Linked DNA regions of Mus musculus: all the other regions are linked to region 3. A link is a contact called in public promoter capture Hi-C data. All regions are on one chromosome and are shown on one strand. The core of a region is the stretch at or near the end of the contact, and the rest is flanking DNA. Distances in the headings are between cores, read along the strand shown. Region 1 overlaps Ndrg1 (N-myc downstream regulated gene 1). Region 2 overlaps 1700012I11Rik (RIKEN cDNA 1700012I11 gene). Region 3 overlaps St3gal1 (ST3 beta-galactoside alpha-2,3-sialyltransferase 1).

What was found. Capture Hi-C pulls out chosen DNA fragments and counts their contacts.
Region 1: a promoter capture Hi-C map of liver shows a contact between it and region 3. A contact is called at or near these places in 1 of 39 promoter capture datasets (the C10 cell line), 1 of 484 Hi-C or Micro-C datasets (cerebral cortex), 3 of 130 datasets of targeted methods (the NIH/3T3 cell line, extraembryonic endoderm stem cells and large pre-B cells) and 3 of 9 other capture datasets (adipose tissue, liver and pancreatic islet).
Region 2: a contact with region 3 is called in a promoter capture Hi-C map of liver. A contact is called at or near these places in 1 of 484 Hi-C or Micro-C datasets (bone marrow-derived macrophages) and 1 of 9 other capture datasets (liver).

The regions. Positions count from the first base shown.
Region 1 is chr15:66,928,158-66,931,941 of GRCm38.p6, reverse strand. Ndrg1 (N-myc downstream regulated gene 1) reads left to right here. Exons shown (of 16, transcript NM_008681.2): 16 at 834-2,624. The coding sequence ends at 1,075. Among named protein-coding and RNA genes, the nearest start is that of Ccn4, 39 kb to the right of the region's middle.
Region 2 is chr15:67,339,947-67,343,723 of GRCm38.p6, reverse strand. All of the region lies in intron 7 of 1700012I11Rik (RIKEN cDNA 1700012I11 gene), which reads right to left. Among named protein-coding and RNA genes, the nearest start is that of 1700012I11Rik, 120 kb to the right of the region's middle.
Region 3 is chr15:67,132,552-67,136,428 of GRCm38.p6, reverse strand. All of the region lies in intron 2 of St3gal1 (ST3 beta-galactoside alpha-2,3-sialyltransferase 1), which reads left to right. Among named protein-coding and RNA genes, the nearest start is that of Gm31400, 36 kb to the left of the region's middle.

The DNA of each region.
Region 1 (3,784 bases), core at 127-2,626, 200 kb after region 3:
TTTCAAGGCCCTTTCTTGCCTTCTGGATTCTGCTGACTACATCATAGGCCTTCTGTGGCTTCTGGCTGCATTACACCAATCTCTCCATCCATATGGGGTGGCTCTCTCTTGTTTTCTTTTTAATGATATTGGGCTTTAGATTAGGGATCATTCTAATCCAGAAGGACCTTGTCTTAACTAAATATCTCTAAGTATTCCAAACAAGGTCATATTCTGAAGTTTCAGGTGAGCATGAATTTGGGGGGAGCACTGCCACCCTAGATAGGAGGAGGATTGTCTTGTATCCCATTCTGTCAGTCATCTGCTGTGGTATGCGCAGTTTTGGTCATGCTAAGGTTTGAGAGCTAGCAGGCTTTTGGAAGGCAGACAGATGGCTAACATTTCCTTAGGAACCATGTGGTGAGACCTTGGGGGTTATTCTTGGGATGTGCAGGAACTAACCTTGCTGGCTTCCACATTCTACTGCCTACTGACAGTACATTTAAGAGGAGGTTACACGAAGTCTTCATTTTGCAAATGAAAATGGGAAGGCTTCAAGTGTGATGATCTGGTGGTCACCTAGCTAATAAGCACATAACAAACTGGGGGTCAGACCCAGGTCATGGCTCAGGACTCTTGCCATGTAATTGTTATGTGCCTTTCCCACATATTGGACTTTACTGTCCTCTTTGTGAGTGACACAGAAGGTAGATGGCTCACAGGATGAAGACAATAGAGAAGTGGTGTTCAGCTGGGCTCTTACGATTAACTGTCATGGCTGGCAGCCAGGGGTAGAGTCCCACACCTGTAGAGGCTTCCTGTATCCTAACCATATTTGTCTTCTGTGTTCCCAGTGCCTTCTGCCAGCATGACTCGCCTGATGCGGTCCCGCACAGCCTCTGGCTCCAGTGTCACATCCCTGGAGGGCACCCGTAGCCGCTCCCATACCAGCGAGGGCCCCCGAAGCCGCTCGCACACCAGTGAGGGGTCCCGTAGCCGCTCCCATACCAGTGAGGATGCCCGTCTCAACATCACCCCCAACTCGGGTGCCACCGGAAACAATGCCGGGCCCAAGTCCATGGAGGTGTCCTGCTAAGCAATCTGTGCATCAGTCACCCTGGACTGGTGGCCTCTCCCTTAGCCCCCAACCCTTGCCTGCCACCCTACGCTAATGCGGTATTAATCTAAAGCTGCTTTTGTAAGAATGAACTCTGGCGGTGGCAGACCCAGGCTGTTCTGACTGCCTCCTGGGACCAGGGTGGGTGGTGGTGGACCAAAGGCAAGAAGCAGTTCAGCGTACTGTTCTGCTAACAAGTGGCCTGGTGGACCCTCTCTCTACCCTCAGACACCAAACTGCCAAAACTAAGAAATAGATAGCTGTAACACTGCCTGGCTCCAAGCCCAGGCTGATCCAGCATTCTGGTTCATAGGCGTTTTGCCAACCTGCCTACTTCCTGTTTCCTCCCCACTAAACTCATTCCTGGAAACAAACTTCTGTTTTGAAAGGAGAGAGAGAGGCAGGAAAGTTGGGCGCCTTATTTTAAGTAGAGAAACCAAGAAAGGAAGAGAAAAAAAGGCAGGGTCTAGGGCAGGTAGAGGAAAAACACAACAAGTCTACTAGGCTCACTTGAAGGAATTGATTTTAAAGTTCTGGACACTGAAACCCACAACCTGTTTTTCTGGCAACCTTTTAACGTGCAAGAAAAACTGGTAACAAACCCCAGGCTTTATAGAGAAAGTGATCCAGCAAATGTGGGGCATCAGTGATTTAAGACTCTTGCTATGCAGTCTACTGTACCCCGCTCCCATTCCACAGTGAATGAGTGGATGACACCTCTGTCCCTCGGGAAGATGGTTTTGATTTGTTGTTGCATTCTTTGAGGCAGAGGGAGAACCCAGCAGGTGACAGGGGTCCTTGTCTGGGATGAGTCTTTAGGATGGGAAGGGTGGGGATAGAATGGCCCTGGGATTTTGAGGACTCATGGTAGGGCCAAGTGCTAGAACCTGGTGGGTGTGATTTCATTGATCTGGAATCTTGTGTGACTGAGTCACACCTTGTCTCCCATAATTGATGTCTGGCATTGATTTGAAACTTGATAGCTGAATGTCTCTTAACTGGCCCATCGCTGGTTCTTCAGAGAGAACCGTATGTTCTAGTGGGGGAAGGACTGGTTTTGGGTTCTGTACATTCCACGGGAACTTGCTTCCCTCTCCTGCCCCTCCTGCTGACTGGGTTTGTAGCATTGGCCTCTTAAGCAATGCCAGCCTAATGCCCATGCTCCATACTACTGCCTTTTGATTCTTACTGTGGCTAACCTTGAACCTTTCCTATAGGAAATGTGATCAGATCAGAGACACTTGATCGTTGGGAGTCAGCCCTCAAGGCCTGGCGACTTCCAGGATCTTGGAGTTGCTAGAGGAAAAGTAGTTATGCCCTATAGGCGGCATGAGAGACAAGGGATCAGTTTACCTGCCAACTCCTACCGTGGAGGAGGAGTTCCACTGACCTTGTGTAGAAAGATCAGGAATCCAGGCCAGGGTGATTGAATGCTGACAAGAAATCACTGTATATGTCTCTCCAGGGCAGTTTCTTAATAAGATGTTTGTATTTATTTCCAGACCAATAAATTTGTAACTTTGCAGTGGCTTGTGTCTTTTCCTCTCCCTATGAGGGTGGGTGTGGCATTGTGGAGCAGGAAGGGGTGGAACTTTATCCTTGACACCAGAGCCCCTGCTGCGTGCCCCTTACTTTTGGAGTTCTTTGCCACAGAATGACACTGACCAGTAGAAATGGCACTGTCTGTCATATAGGTTTCTAAACTTTCTGGTAGTGATATTGAAGGAAGAAGAATCAGGCGAAAATAAGTTAGGCATCCCTGTAGCCTAATATATCAACTAACATCATTTCTATGCAAGCAGTCAGGCACATCTTTTTCTGCAGTAAGGAATTCAGTGTGCAGGCAGCCTTGCCACACACCAGGCACCTAGTAGCAGGTCACCATAGTGATGAGAGAACACTTTTCAAGCTGGAAGAAGAGGGAAGCATATAGGTTAAAAGTGACTCCTGTTCTCACGTTCCATGGGAGATGTTTGCTTTGTATGTTTGGTATATATGTGTGTTGTATGCATTGTTGCACTTGCGTGTACGTTTCATGGCCTGAGGTTGGCATTGGGTGTCTCTCTCTCTCTGTATTGCTCTCCATTTTACTGTTTTTGAGACAGACACAGCTGCATGTTTGCATACCTGGTGCTACCCAGGGTTAGTTTGTCTGAAGGTACCTCTCCATCTGAAGAATCTATTTCCCACCCGGATGATTGTTTATGGGAGGCCACACAGTAATGGTTGGGAGCCTGTAGAGGGTGAGTGTTGTCTGCTAAGTAACTGCTTCCAAGAAAGTGAGGAGGACAGGGAGAGGAGCTCCTGGGCACCCCAGCATATATGATGACTCTGGCTGGGGACCAAGGTCATCTCACCTCTGAGAGCCCATGCTGTGATGTGGCCCTTGACAACATGCAACAAAGACACTTGACTTGGAAGATGGCTCAGTTGGTAAAATACTTCCCTTGCAAGTGTGATAACCTGAATTCAATTCCCCATAGCTCACATTAAAAAAAAAAAAGCTAGGGTAGCAGGCTCTGTGTTTAACAACATTGGCTGTTGTTCTAGAGCACCCAGTTCAACTTGAAGCACCCACATAGTGGTTTATAAGTGTCTGTAACTCCATTTCCTGGGATCAGTACCCTCTCTACATAGGCACAGAACACACATGTGGTACAGACTTAAATGCAGGCAAAACATCTACAC
Region 2 (3,777 bases), core at 199-2,698, 210 kb before region 3:
CCCAGAGGAGCTCTGGCTGTAGACACCCCTTTAGAAAGCTAGCAGGCAGGATGGGAGGGTGTATGTTCAGCATCTAATGATTTGCTCAATTTAAGGTCTTCTTCCCTACTCCAGCTCCTACTACAAGGATGGATGCCTCAGAGCAATGCTTGCTATTACAGTAAAGAACATACTATGATATCACAGCTATTTGAACTTGGAATGTGAGGTGAGGAGATTTGTTGCATTTTTTTTTGGTTCTTCCTGTGGCTCAGAGCCAAGTCCAAAGTACCAGCACCCTGAGAGGGAGGCCACATGGCCAAGGACACAAAACTTACAAATTACAGGAAAGGGACAGAACACAAGTTCTAGTTCAAGTTCTTAGCACAGTCATCAATGTTGCCTCTAATCTGTAGCTCTATAAATGTCTGTTGGGTATGTACTATGTCCTGGACACCACCAAGTTTACAGCGGTGGTTTATGTCCTCATGATGGTGACAGCCACAATTCCATTGTCAACAATAGCCTCACCTCTCAGGGCTGAGATGAGAGGATTCTATTTGAAAAAGCTCTGCCACCAGACCATTCCCTGGTGATAACATGATGTCCTGATGTCCTTCTATACCCTTTTTGAGAGAATTCTTTATTTGCCCCTAGAATAAAGACACTTCCTGAACAATGTCATGATCTCTTTCAGGCAAAATCCCAAAGGAGTGTTCCCAGGGATGAAGATGGATAGATCCTGCACTTTGCTTGCCAAGAAGGATATTTTCCCAAGTCAAATGTTCTTCACCTAGTAGCACCCTGTTCATGAAAATTTCCTGACCACATACATTGGATCTTCAGAGCATTTCCTCTTTCATCTTATGTGAAAACTTCCATAACTATTATCTTAATATTATATATTTGTATAATATCGGTGGTCTAGTAGTGTTCAGAGAATTTTGTCTTCTCTTTTCCCTTTTAAGTGGTTCAAAAAAAAAAAAAAACAACTATGCAGCAAGGTTAAATCAACATCATTATGTCTTTATTCTTTATAGAATTAGTGTATGAAGAGTCTCTATAGAAGAGACTCAAATGAAGGACTATCTCAGAGCCTGGTACTCTTGTACCAAGCTATGTAACCTCTTTATATTCGTTTGCTTGCAATGAACAATTATTCCAGCACATTAGTGTGGATTCCTTTAATGTGAATACTTAACTGTATTGATCTATTTTCTCAAATGACATTTCCTTAGAGGGTGACACATCCCATCTGTATTTGTGCTGAGCTAAGAATCAATAATGCCTGTGATGTCTAAGTACTCCTAACACTACACAGGGCAGAAAGGGAACCGATGCTGCATTTGTATAAACTATCTTGGGACATATTTGATCATATTATAGCCGCACACACCAGCACTTACTTCATTTCTGCTATTATTATTTAACTAAGTAAGGAAATTAATACTTTCTGTATGCACAGTACATTGCAACATGTTTGTAAAAGGAACTGGGGCACTGTGAGGAATGTGGGTCGATGTTGCCAGTGTTCAATTGTGCTTGCTTTAGCAAGCCATCTCCTTCTCTGAGTTTCTACAAATCCTTAGACACTATGAATATTAGTTTTTGACTTGGTCCAAATTCAGGCTGATGCCCTCCTGACATCCTTTATCACAAGGTCCCTCATCCTTTCACAGAGTCCCATTTACATATGGGACCCACCACACACAGCAGAAACCTGACCAGAGTGGTGAAAACAAGCAGAATTTATCTATGTCCCAATATCAGTATCCCAGTGGTGAGTAGCAGAAGACCAGAGTAAAAGCTCTAGGATGCCAGGAGGGCCCCAGACTTCCAAGCAATGACATCCCACTATATGGGCTTTCCTTGTTCTACTTAGGACCTGGTGGCAACAAGGTGGCTTCTGTGTACACACTGTGTGCAGAATATCAACATTACAAACAGCAGAAGAGGCAGAACAAAAAGACACGTGGTTTTCTTGAGACTTTTCTCTTCCATTCACAGAAGCATTTTAGGCTAGCTCCTGAAATCCAACAATGAGTGCTCACCTAGTATTGACTACAAGGAAATCTGGGAAATTAGATATTTGGCTATCCAACCTCTGTAAGAGAAGGAAAAGGGATGAGGAGGTGGAGGTGGGGTGTGAGAATCAGTCTATAATCTATGACCCAAGCCTTGCATATATTCAGAAAGCTGCTTGATGAAATTCAATAGCAGAGAGCCCAGGCTGGTAAGATTTCTCTGTTTTCCAAACATCTCTCAGATCCCAAGAGCTGGGGAGGCAGCTGTAAACAAGTAATTCAAACACAAAACACTAAGTGGAGGTGGGAAATGGGAAAGGCAATTAAGTGTAGGCAGGTGAGAAAGGTTAAGTTAGGCACAGAATGGAACTGGCCAAAATCCCACTTATTAACTGAATCAGGAAATAGTGACTGTCTTAATTTGTTCAGGCTACTATAACACAGAAACCATAGATAGCTAACTTATTTAAAGGAAAATAAAAACAGTAATTGGTTTCTCATGGATCTAGAGCCTAGGAAACCTACCATTAAGCAATTGGGTATCTCATAAAGGTCTACCCTCCTGGTTTATTAGTGGAGTCTCTCTTGCTGTGTTAGCACGTGGCAGAAAGGATGGGCATCTTTTTTTTTTTTTTTTTAAAGATTTATTTATTTATTATATGTAAGTACACTGTAGCTGTCTTCAGACACTCCAGAAGAGGGAGTCAGATCTTGTTACAGATGGTTGTGAGCCACCTTGTGGTTGCTGGGATTTGAACTCCGGACCTTCGGAAGAGCAGTCGGGTGCTCTTACCCACTGAGCCATCTCACCAGCCCTGATGGGCATCTTTTTAAAGTCTGTTGTAAGGGTATGGATTCTCTTCATGAGGACTCCATCCTCATGACCTAGTAAATCTTCAAGCCTCCAACTTCTGTCTCACTGAGGATTTGATTTGAACATAAATGTTGGGGCAAAACAAGTATTCACTTAGTGACAGTGTGTAAATTGAGAGCACAGCCTCCCCAAAGTATGGTTGAGTGGAAGGTTTTGATTGCAGATATGAGGGAGAGTACATACATAGGCATCTGGAAGAATCTGAGTAGGACAGATAGGAATATACTCAGCATAGACTCTAGATGAAACTGGAACATGAAAGCAAAGAGGGGGAAAGAGCAAGGAAGAAAAGAAGAGAGGGAGGGAGAGGGAGAGGGAAAGAGAGACAGAGAGAGACAGAGAGACAGAGAGAGACAGAGAGAGACAGAGAGAGACAGATTGAGAGAGAGATCCAAGAAGTTGCATTGCAAAAAATAGGTAATATAGAGCCGGGCAGTGGTGGTGCATGCCTTTAATCCCAGCACTTGGGAGGCAGAGGCAGGCAGATTTCTGAGTTTGAGGCCAGCCTGGTCTACAAAGTGAGTTCCAGGACAGCCAGGGCTATACAGAGAAACCCTGTCTCAAAAAATACAACAACGACAACAAAATTGGTAATATAGTAATATGGGTCTGGAGAGATGGCTCAGTGGTTAAGAGCACTGACTGTTCTTCCAGAGGTCCTGGGTTCAGTTCCCAGAAACCTTAAAGTGGCTCACAGCCATCTGTAATGGGATATGATACCTTGTTCTGGTGTGTCTGTTTTTTCAGTGACAGTGTACTCACATACATAAAAATTATTAAAATTTAGGAAAAAAGGAGGGATTATATAGGAATGAGAAACTAGTGAAGGAAAGTCCACAGGAGAAATTTAGATTAGAGCTTTGGGTGAGCAGAGCCAGAATGCCAGCATGGACTATTTAA
Region 3 (3,877 bases), core at 694-3,193:
CTGATTTAGGGTGTTATTGCTGTGAGCAGACACCATGACCATAGCAACTCTTATAAAGGACAACATTTAATTGGGGCTGGCTTACAGTTTGCAGGTTTAGTCCATTATCATCATGGCTGGAGGCATGGCAGCATGCTTGATAGGCATGGTGCTGGAGAGGTAGCTGAGAGTTCTACATCTTGATCAATAGGCAACAGGAAGAGACCTTGAGACACTGGCCTGGCTTGAGCATCTGAGACCTCAGGGCTTGCCACCACTGACTTGACATACTTCCTTCCAACAAGGCCACACCCCCTCATTATGCCAATCCCTGTGAGCTTATTGGGACCATAGTCTTTCAAACCATCACAAGTCCTGACCCAAATACCTATGTTCTTAAAGGGGGATGAAATAGAGAGCTTAGAAGTCACTGGTTTATAGATGGATGTTCCTTGAGTAATTAACATGCTGAGCATCAGAGGTCATGGATTGCAAAATGCAGGTAAATGGGCCTGGCTCTCCCCTGCATGTGGGCCCAAGTGAAGAACATTTTAGCAAAAGCAGCCTCAAAGTGCCTAATAAAAGAGACCACCATGAGACTCTTAAACACTCTACCTGTGCCAGGTGCTCAGCGAGTTTGCAGAGCCTTCTTCTGAGAACAGTGAGTCTCTTCACAGCTCAGCTCCATCCTTCTCAGGTCCTGCAGGTACACTCACCTGTGTGGCCAGCCCTTTGCTGATAGGAGATGAAGGCAATGATGAGCTGCTTCCTGGCTCAAGTCCATCCATCGTGGATCCTCACCTGGGACTCAGAGAAGTCCTTAGAGCAATGGTTCTCAACCTTCCTAATGCCGAGACCCCTTTAATTATGGTTCCTCACATTGTGGTAACCTCCCCAACCATAAAGTTATTTTCATTACTACTTCATAATTGTAATGTTGCTACTGTTATGAATCGTAATATAAATATCCATGTTTTCCAATGGTCTTGGGCACCCCTTTGAAAAGATCGTTTAGTCCCCAAAGGGTTTGCAATTCACTGATTGAGAACTGTTGCCTTAGAGGGTAGACAAGAGGGCCCCAAAAGTTTCTCCCTGGGACTTCCTCTATCTTGGAATAACAACACCTAGCATAAAAGATAGGCTTGGCCTGGGGACTCTAGGCTGTTCAGGTTCTCAAGGACAAATAAAACCATAGAAGGGACATGAAAGTAGGTGTGTAAAAAGACTTTGTCCTTCAGTGATTTCATGGGTGAATGTCCCTGGACCTGGCAGGGGATGCCTAGTTTACCAAGCTACAGGGATGTTCCTTCTGTTCACCGTGCTGCCCTCTCCCACCATGCATTGCAGGTCCCTTCCACCTGGTGGTTCTTTGTCCCTCAGTCTTCCTGCTCTCTGCTCCCTGTGTTTCCTCCATGTCGCCCTCTGGAGCTCAGCAAGATGCTCTTCTGGGGCCCCCTCCCTAATACCTGCTCTCATATGCCCTCAGTGACACAGAAGGTATTTTTCAGAACTCAAGGTGTCAGTCCTGCTCTGTTCTTAAACAACCCAGAGAGAGCTGAGCGTCTACAAAGAGCCACACAGCCAGGGAGCTATGGGGCAGGGATTTTACCCAAGGCACTAAGCAGGAACTCCGCTAGGACCTCTCTGTTCCGCACTTTTTACCGGAGCTGGAACTTTGCTTGTGACAGTGAGTCATACAGCAAGCAGCATGGGCTGTGGCAGTAGCCACCAGCCACCAGGCTAATGAGCACCCGAAGTTTGCTGCCATCCAGGGACTCTCTTTCTATTTAATTTTGATCAAATTACCTTATTGAATTAGTAGTGCTAATTGGCTCATTGATTAGTACAGCCAAGGAGCTATGTTTTTCATTCTGAGGTTGAATTTTAATTAGAATTAGCTACATGAAGCCCGTAGCTTTGAAGCACTGGGCGAGCCTGTCATGCCAGCTAACAGATCAGCCTGCTGGCAGATGCTGCAAAGACCCCTAGCATCTGGACAAGAGACAAGAGTTTCATGCTGCCCATCACAGCAGGGGGGCCCAGCTTCTACTTGCCTTGGAGACTGAAAGCTTTTCTACAAACTTGTTCTCTGTTTACTGGTTTGTGTGATTAGACTCAACAAACAACCAGGGCAGAAAAGACTTCATCTTATTTACAGTACCATTACCATAATCAGGAATGGGGCCAGGCCTGTACTGGAGACCTGGTAATTTTTTGCCAAGTGACTGCAGGCTTCTGACGCAGCATATGAAGCCAGAGGACTGGACCAGGTTTGTGCTGAGGATCCTGCTCTCAACAAAGTCTCTGAACTTGGAAGGGCATCGCTTCAGAGGGCTTTTTTTTTCTGATGCTCACAGCTCAGACCAGCCTCTCACTGTGTCTTGGTTCCTCCCAAGAACTTGAGACAGGAGTTCAGAGCATGTGAACTACCTAAAAAGTGTTTCCAGAGGAGCAGGGCCAGGCAGAAGGAGCTGCAGAGCTTCTGCTGGGGCTAGCCTTTATTCTGATCCACAGCATAGATACCGGCCCCATGTTGGGGGAGGCGAACCAGCTTTCTGGGGTGGTGGGAGGGCTGACTTTCACTCGGAGCTACAGAACAGGGATGGCTCTGTTTTGGGGGACAGGGCCAGCTTCCTGTGGTGGTGGGTCAAAAGGGAAGGGATTTCTAAGGTGAAGCAACTACTATATGACAGGAAACTTGAGAAGCAAAGGAGTAAACAGGTCCTGTTGATCAGGACCCAGTGCTGGGCTTTCTTTGGGTTGTAAATGAATCCGATGACCCTTGGGGTCACTTCACTGGGCAGGCAGGTTTCAGGTGTTTATTTCTTTGGCTGGGATTCAGATACCCAAGGTCCCTTGGGTCCTGTGGATTGTTTTAGAGACGCCAAGTGTGACAGCTCTTTCCCAGGCAAAGGAAGAGTTTGGAAGTGACTCAGAACTTTGTGTGCTTTGTAAACTTCTAGCAACCCACTCTTGAGAGTGGTGACACTTGACGTTCGTTCGTTCGTCTGAAGGCAACATGGGGGAGCTGAGGGTGGGGGAAATTTGCTTCCCCTATGTGAGCAGAAGGCAGCTTGATAAAGCTTGGCAGATCTCCAAATTCCTGAAAAAAAAAAAGATCGTGCAAGGAGTAGGGGGCGTCCCACATGTGCCTTCCAACCTACTGTCACTTCTGTGCCTCTGTGTGCCTAAAGATATCAACTTCCTTTCCTGGAAGCTCTCACCCCATCCAAGTGCAATATGAACTTCCGACCCAGTGGGCCCCAGAGAATGTGTGGAAGCAATGTCAATTTAGGTCCAGCCCCTTGTGCCCGTCTTCAACCCTCATACATCAGTCATCATCGCTATCTGACACAGTGTTTAGCATGTGATTCTAGGAATAGCCTTAGAACACATGTTCACCTCTCATTAGAACACAGACCCTCCACTATCCTTCTCCCTCGCTCCTTCTCTTCTAGAATCAGGCCATACCCTGCTGCAGGCTCTCTTAATTTAAGAGTATAAGCCCTACCTCATTCTTAGGAATTCAAGGCTATTTCCTCCAGGACCTCCACCTTGTTATATATGGCTGCTGTCTTTTTCTCTCCTATTTCAAGGCTCCTCCATGGCTGCCCAGGGTCACAGGCTCTCCTAATAAAGTTCTGAAGCATAATTTTGTGTCATCTCTTTTGTGTGAGTTTGCGGTAATTATTAACACTGCCCTTCTTTTGCAGGTGAGGACAGAGGGTCAGAGACATGAAGTGGCTTTACTTATGGCCACTGAGGTGCTAAATGTCACCTTGGGTAGATTTTTACGAATCAAATGCTTGGTGGTAGGAAGTAGCTAGTGCTCTGAATCTTTCAGCTTTGCTGCATGCAAACAATACCTAATACTTAACTCCAGTAAAGGATTTTGCTC